Linked DNA regions of Sus scrofa: region 1 is linked to region 2. A link is a contact called in public HiChIP or PLAC-seq data. All regions are on one chromosome and are shown on one strand. Each heading gives the region's core, a stretch centred on a gene start, on an enhancer-like site or on the middle of the called end of the contact. The rest is flanking DNA. Distances are from core to core; before and after follow the strand shown. Region 1 holds the start of THOC1 (THO complex subunit 1). Region 2 holds the start of COLEC12 (collectin-12).

Region 1 (3,604 bases), core at 14-2,513, 230 kb before region 2:
CATTTGTTAATGGGAACAATTGTGGTGACCGCGGTCGGGCGGGCGTGGGAAGCCTGAGTCGGCCACTCAGTGCTTGATCCGGGTTCGTGGGTGACCCTTAGAGTGACGGCAGATTCGAGGCCTCGTCTTGTAAGAGCTGCGCGTTGCTGGCAAGGACGCACACTTGACAGTGGTTTTCCAGGTTTGGGGAGGATGGGTGAATGCGTCAGGTTATCGGCTCAGTGGGCCGCGAGGGAGGGTAACTACTGCCTGAGAATCCAAGGCAAGTGGGTTATCCCGGAAAGCTTCAGGCTGAGGAAGTGTCGGCAGTGGTCCTGAGCCGCCAGATCGCAGTTCTTCTCGAAGGCGTGGTTACAGCTCGGGATTTGCGTATCGGCCCTGGAGCTCCTGGGATCTGTAGCTCAGGTGCAGTCCCCTCTCCTGAGAAATACAAACAGTACCCCTATTCTTGGGTCGTTGAGGAGCTTGAGTGAAATAATGAATGCAAGTGTGGCTTGTGTAGCAATGTAAGTATTATTAGGAATATTTGGGGATTAGCTGACTTTGCTGTTACGTAGAGGTCTCTACTGGAGGAGGAACCTCGGGGAGGAATGTGGTACTCGGCGCTGATTGGATAACCGGTGGCACCGCGTTGGGGATTAAGGCAGCGGTTGCAAAACCTTGGCTTCCCGGCAGTTTGCTCCCTTGTCCCCTCTTGCTTGGCCAATGAGAAGCCAAGTGGCCGGAATTTATTCAGTTGGAATTTTGTAGTGGGAAAAGAAACGCTGACCCAAACACAAGGAACTTTACACCAGCTCTTGTCTCCCTCCATATGGGTGTAAAGCTAGGCGAGCTTTACCTCGTTTCCTTCGTTGACTCCAGCGGGAATACAGAATGCTAACAAAAAGATAGCTTGGCATAATCTTCTCCCTAATGTGGGAATTGTGAACACTGATGGCTACCCGGAGCGTTGCAAATTTTTTTTTTTTTTTAGAATCAACAGAATCAATCATTCAGGTTCCGTTGTATAACTTAAATTTCCAAATTGCCGAAATAAACTGCGACTAAGCAATTTAATAGGTAGCTGATGTAATAGGATTAGTATATTATAGATGATTGTTAACTGTCTGGAGGTAACTAAGAGTTAAGAGATAAATAAAATTATTTTTTACAAAAATCCAAACAGGAAGAGTTTGAGTTTATTGATCCATCTGTCAAAGCCTAGTCACACAATGGTTTATTCACACATCTGTTGGGCACTTTGTACACAGTGGACAGTATCTGTTTGAGTAATCAATGAACAAATGATTGAATGGACCAGGTAATACAGCTTAATTGCCTTTTTGAGGAGTGCTGGCCAACATAAATGAAAAACTGCAGTATACAGTTTTGATTAGGAGTAATTTGCATAATAGCTCTATAAGAGATTAATTTTTGTATGCTTCACACTGTTAGACCATCATAAGAAATGCCCAAGTTTTATTGAGTATCTCCTATCAGCCAGACACTTTTTCTGCATTATTTTTACTAGTTACAACAACGTTGTACATGGTTAACACTTTGAGGAAATAGGCTCCTCTGACCTAGATCACATAGCTAGAGAAAGCTGAATTTGGGATTTGAACCCCTAGCTTTAAGCCCAAAGTCTGTATTTTTCTCAAATCTTAACCCATGAATCTTCCCCAAGCCATGGGCCTCATAAGTCATTTCCTTATAATTAGATAAGGGTAAGGATCTTATTGTCAATAATATATATATTTTTAAGAAGTATGTAATAATAACATCAAAGAGCAGACATCCAATAACATGTAAACTCAAATTTCCTGAGCACCTCTTTTTTCCTCCTACGCTAGCGAGGTAAAAGGGGCCAGGGAATGCCTTGCTGTTAGGAAACACCCTCCATGGGAAATTCTAGGAAGGATGTTTAAATGGATTCTAAGCACATCTTTCTTCCTCTTCTGGTGTGTCCACTGGATTCAAGTTTCCATTGGAGTGGTGAGATCTAGAAGACGACCAAGGGGCAGCTTGGTCTGCTTTTGTTGTGGTCTTTATCCTCTGGCCCAGGCCAAGGAAACATCCTTTTCCAGGCTCCCCAGTCAGCCGTGTTAGAATGTTGGGTTGCGGCTTTTGGTGGTTCCAGTTCTGGGCCCTATCTGTAGGTCCCTTTCTCTCTGTAGGTAGTTTAAGTGGATTGAAAGAATTATATTAACAGGGAACTGATGTGTGAGAGACAAAGTTGAGCAACAAGAGTGAGATTCTTGGCTTAGGAGAAATGGGACTGAAAAGAAGAATGGAAGAGAGCTGGCACTTTGTGTAAGTTTTGGGACTTATATTTTGTGGGGAAAAGAGGAATTACGTGAAAACAATCTGTGGGTGCTGCCTTTTTAAGTAGGGTGATGGCAGTTTTCAAGCGTTTTATATTGTAAATATGGTACAATTCATTACTTATTTGTTGAGTGCCTACTATTTGCTAGGCACAAATATAATATTAGGTTATATATGCAGTATTATTATTTTATTTCATTACCATCATCTAGTGTTCTTGATAAAATTCTGTTTGGTGATCTTGATTGGAGCATCATAGATGAACATAATTTAAGGTTAGAAATAGAATGATGGGTGACTTCTTGCCTTGGTGAGCCCTGCTTCCCTGAAGGGTTGGGCAGAAATTTTGATTGAAATTGACCTATCATTTGGTTTCTTTCGCTTTCCTGTCCTGTTTCTCTCCTATACTGGTTTCTCCTGAAAGCACCTTAATTATTTATTCAGAAATTCTTACCTGGGGTTGCTTCTGCAAGTCTTGATTGAGTTAGTTTGAGTCTATTGAGAAGCGGACATCAACACAGGATTAAGTGGGCAAGAGATGTACTAGGGAGGGAGAGGAGCAGGCAGGGAGAGCTTACAGACCATGCTGTAGTGCTGACTCCTCTGGAAGATGTCTGCTGGGGAGGAGAGAGAGAGATGAAAAAGTGATAGGAAAAGAGATTCACTGAAGAATACTTTGATCTCTGGGTTTTCCATGTCAGATGACAGCTTCATTATCACCTTCTAGGTGGAGTTGGATTTCATTCACTTGCCATCAAAGACTCCCAATTAATGCAGGAGCTGAAGTGGGTTTTATCTGCAATTGTGTGAGTTACCTAGTTTCCATTTCTCTGTCTCCAAAAGAGGAGGCTGGGCCACCCCTCTGAAGTTCTGAATGAGGTGGATTGACTTTCAAATGATCCATTGTGCTGGAAATTTAGGTTCTAGCAGGTGTATACATCTCTGTTACCTTCCAAGAGTCAGGTAAAATCTGCAGTTGGACTTTGCTTCTGAGCAGTGGTGGACCTTCTTATGAATGCACAGCAAAGCAAAGCCTCCTTTTGGGTGAGGTGTGACTAGAGTGGCTGTAGATGTGAATATGAGCCTATTGTTACATGACCAGGAAGTGATCTGGTAAGTGGGATTCCTTTTCTGTAATAATGATGACTCTAAGACCTCAAATTAGGTCAACTAAGCTTAGGAAGTTTAGGGAGGGATGGAAGAGGCGTGATTTAGTATGGTTTACCCCCAGAAGTAGAGTCAAAGTTTTGTGTATATGTGTCTTATTTGCAAAGTGATTGAAGGAAGCAGTGGAACAAGA
Region 2 (3,996 bases), core at 1,278-3,777:
CTTTCCTTTTTGGCTAAAACACACTTTGCTTGGCTTCAGAAGCCTTGTGTCCGATTTCTTGGTTCCATCCCTTCTTGGCTGCTGCACCAACTTTGAATTACTCGGCAACTTAACTCTCAGATTCACTTATCTACTAGTCCAGAGGTTATCATACCTATTGTCCTAGGTCTCTCCAAGCCTCACTGGGAAACTGGCAAAGCTTGTCTTTGGACACCTACCACCCTCCTCCTTGCTGGTGCCTATTTCTTCTAGATTCCGGGTTTCCACATCTATCATGTAGGGATTAAAACACCTACCTCCTAGAGTGGTTAAGAGGATTCATGGAGAGATTGCTTGTAGAGCACAGCAGCTGGCACTAAGTAGGTACTAAAAAATTCTTACTCTCTTCTTTCTTCCCCACTTCACCAACCAGACAAATAAGTGCAAATTATACAGCAAGAGTTGATAAGCAAACCTCTTACAGAATATTTTGTTTTAAAAGAGGCTTAAAAGTGACTAGTTTACCCCGGGGCTCACCAGTCCCTCCGACCTCTCTCCCACTGAGACAGAAGGTAAGTGGGGCCTTTTCCACAGTGCCCAGACCAGAGCGGGTAAGCAATGAGCCTTCTCCAGGAGGTCTGCAAGCTGGTCCAGAATGCAGTGTAAATTTCACAAAAACTATGTTTAGACTTGTAGGTGTGTTTTTCCATTGCAGATTTGAATTAACAGTGAAAAATACCCCAAAATGCAATAACAGTCATTGACCCAGTCAAAAGCATAACAAGATTTTCAAGGTTTAGGAATCCACATGGGAGCTGATGAAATGAGTAGCTGGCTTATCTTGCCAAGAGTTCAAAAATCTACTGGCCACAGTAACCAGCAATGAGAAGATTAACTTCTGGCTAAAAATGATAGTAACTGAGCCCCAGAGTAATGTTTAGCCACAGGAACACTTTCCTTTCTGGGAGGATCCTTCAATCAGCGCTAAGCAAAGAAAGTGTGAGAGTTTCCTAGAATGTAATTGAGCAAAGAGAAACTGAGGTGGAGAAAGAAGGAAAACAAGCCAAGGTGTTTTGCAATTCTTGAGCCAGAGTGTACATCACGTCTTTTGTTTCTCTAGCCCTCGGGTGGGCCCCTTTCCACCTTCTCAGGGTCTCCAGAGGAGGACACAGGACTCCCTTGAAAGGAGAACTAATTGGTAAGACATTATTGCTCCGGAGTGTTTAGTGTGAACTGCCTTCCAGAGGAACCCAGAGCCAAAAGTTACTCTTCAAGTCTGCGAGGCTCCTGGGGCGCAACGCTTGCAAGTCAAAGCGGTCGCATCGCGTGGTCTCTGGTGGCTTGAAACTCAGTCCCTGCGGTCAGATGGCATTTAGCACCCAGCCCCCTCACTCCCGTCCAGCGCGGGGACTTAAAAGTGTTACCCTAGCCCAAGACCAGGACTCCAGTCTTGTGTAAACACCTCGCCGGCCCATCCCCAAACGATCCCCTTGGATGCCTCTGCTGTGATGATTTATCTCGCATATAAATCTGGATTCTGCTGAAAAATCTTCGTGTTTTTACGTTTAGACGGCGGCCCTGCGAAGCCCTTCTCCTCGCGATTGCGTTTAAAGGTACGATAACATCTGACACGTCCCCAAAACCGACCTGCAGAGGACACCGCCCGGGCGACGATTAATGAGGTGACTCTGTCACCCCTGAACACACGTGGGCACAACTCCGGAGGCGGCACATGGAAAGGACGCGGAACCGAAGGCGTTATTTTCCAGTCAGTGGGTCTGATGGCGAAAGATGCCAACCAAACTCACTCCCCGAGCTAGATGAACTCCTCGGGCACCTAATCATTGCCAGATGTGGGGAGGGCGCACCGAGAACATCCCCGAGTCCCAGAAAAAACACCCGGCCGGCAGCCCGTTCACTTCTGGGTTAGGGAAACGGCAACAGCGGGGAGGAGAGAGGACCCTGAAGAGAGCCGGTAGGGCTGCAGAGCCGAGAACGGACTGGCGCGGGGTGGGGGGGTGGGGAGGTGCATGATGGTGCCGCCACTCTCCTGGGTATATTTTTTCAATAAAAAGTTGGGAACTGGAATCTGTAAACAATGACTTGGGGCTTCAAACTACTTTGCAGACACTATGCAGAAGGGAATACTTGCACGCTTCAAAACCCCAACCTCTAGGTCTCCGTCGGTACCCAACTCCCGAGCCCTTAGGGGCCGGGGGCGCCCCAAGGGTGCGCGCACAAAGTGGGCGCCGGGTCTCCCCCAGGACTACGCGCAGAGAAAGTCCGCGCAGGATGCACCTCTGCCGCTTTCCTCGCGCCCAGGAGCCCGCCCTACCTTTCATGGTGACGGAGGAGACGCACCGCCAGCCGGGGAGCTCCGCGCCGCCAAGGAAGTTCGCGCTGAGCAGCGGGTCAGTGCGCGCCCATGGCAGCCCCCGCGCGTCGGCCGTCTGCGCTCCAGCCCTCCCTTCCCGCTCCGCGCTCTGTGCCGCTGGGCCGCCGCGCGCGCCGCTCACCCCGGGCGGGAGGCGCCGCTCCCGCCAGCGCCCCTCCCCTGGCCCGGCCGCCGGGGCGCGCGAGCCGCCGCGCCCACGCCCCCCTCGCGCCCTCCCGCGCGCGCCCCGCCCGCAGGTCGGCGTCCGCCCCTGCCCCGCCGCAGCTCGCAGGCTCCCTCTTTTTAGCGTTAGACCAGAAGCGGGGCGACGTCGGAGGAAAGCGTCTTCCAGGGTGGTCAGCGCTCACCCTCGGGGTGGGCAGAACATGCTGCGGCTGGGCTTGTTTCTAGACTCCAGACTACCTAGAGTGTGGAGAGGACTAGGAGCAGCAGCGTCACGGGGGCACAAAGTTAGCTCTTCCCGTCCCCAAACGGCTCTGGGCACGGAGGGTTAGAGGATCAAAGAGGGGCGCGAACGTCCTGGGGCTCGAAGTTTCCAAGTGCGCTTGTTGATGCTCAAAGGGGCACAAGGAATCGTGCTCACTGTCTCCCGGGAAGAGCTGTCGCTGAATCCGCAGTCACCATTAGATGCTCTCCCTGAAGAATTCGGAGCAGGATTATAACTGCTGGACTTCAAGAAGAGAGAGACGAACAGACCCACCACACTCCCCTTGGTTAGAAAAGTCTTCCTCCCACCCACAGCCCCTGAAAAGACCAGGTTGACGCCAGTTTTACTAGGAAAGGAGGCTGGGCTGTTGAGCGGCTTCATAATGAGTGCTTTTCATTGTGGCTCATCATGTTGCTTCTCTGTGTTTATCATTCCTTTCAGAAACTCTCCTAAGCAGACCCATTGCTTTGGTGCTTTAACTGCAAAAGCTAAGTGATGAGTGGAGTTGGGGTGCGGGGGAGCGGGAGGAGGGAAGTGTGGAGGAACTTCCTTCAATGAAGAAATAAAAAAAGGGAGTTCCCGTCGTGGCGCAGTGATTAACGAATCCGACCAAGAACCATGAGGTTGCCGGTTCAGTCCCTGCCCTTGCTCAGTGGGTTATCGATCCGGCATTGCCGTGAGCTCTGGTGTAGGTTGCAGACGCGGCTCGGATTCCGTGTTGCTGTGGCTCTGGCGTAGGCCGGTGGCTACAGCTCCAATTGGACCCCTAGCCTGGGAACCTCCATATGCCGCGGGAGCGGCCCAAGAAATAGCAAAAAGACAAAAAAAAAAAAAAAAAGAAATAAAAGACTTGTGCGCTTGCTAGCGCACCAAAAACTATACAGTTCTGGCTGGGCAGTGGTCACAGCTTTTCAGATTTCCACTCCTGAAGACTTGGTAACAGGGTGTCACCAGCCCATTGATTCATTGTAAACAGGGAACGCTCTGCTCTAGTAAAAGGCAGTGCCCAGAAATGAATACATTCTAAAATATTTCACAGACTCTCCATTCCAAAAGCTTTCTGTTTTGAACATTAGGGGGAAACTTGTCCATGACTGGCAAAGAAAAAGATGAAAACGCAGTTTTTTCACTTTGGGGGGGGTGTTGGTGAAACTATAGGGTCCCTGAAGATTACTCCAGAGATTTTCTCCAAAGT

The links. HiChIP or PLAC-seq counts read pairs in DNA pulled down with a chosen protein or histone mark.
Region 1: a contact with region 2 is called in an H3K27ac HiChIP or PLAC-seq map of alveolar macrophages. The contact joins the promoter of THOC1 here to the promoter of COLEC12 in region 2. A contact is called at or near these places in 1 of 5 promoter capture datasets (fetal skeletal muscle), 5 of 47 Hi-C or Micro-C datasets (embryonic fibroblasts, epiblast stem cells, fetal skeletal muscle and 1 more) and 2 of 2 datasets of contacts at active chromatin or transcription factors (alveolar macrophages and skeletal muscle).

What each region holds. Positions count from the first base shown.
Region 1 is chr6:106,036,921-106,040,524 of Sscrofa11.1, reverse strand. It overlaps THOC1 (THO complex subunit 1), which reads right to left and starts at 1,263. Exons shown (of 20, transcript XM_021096158.1): 1 at 1-1,263. The coding sequence starts at 3. It overlaps LOC110261178 (a long non-coding RNA gene), which reads left to right. Exons shown (of 4, transcript XR_002345053.1): 1 at 1-405.
Region 2 is chr6:105,806,688-105,810,683 of Sscrofa11.1, reverse strand. It overlaps COLEC12 (collectin-12), which reads right to left and starts at 2,527. Exons shown (of 10, transcript XM_021096156.1): 1 at 2,315-2,527. The coding sequence starts at 2,321.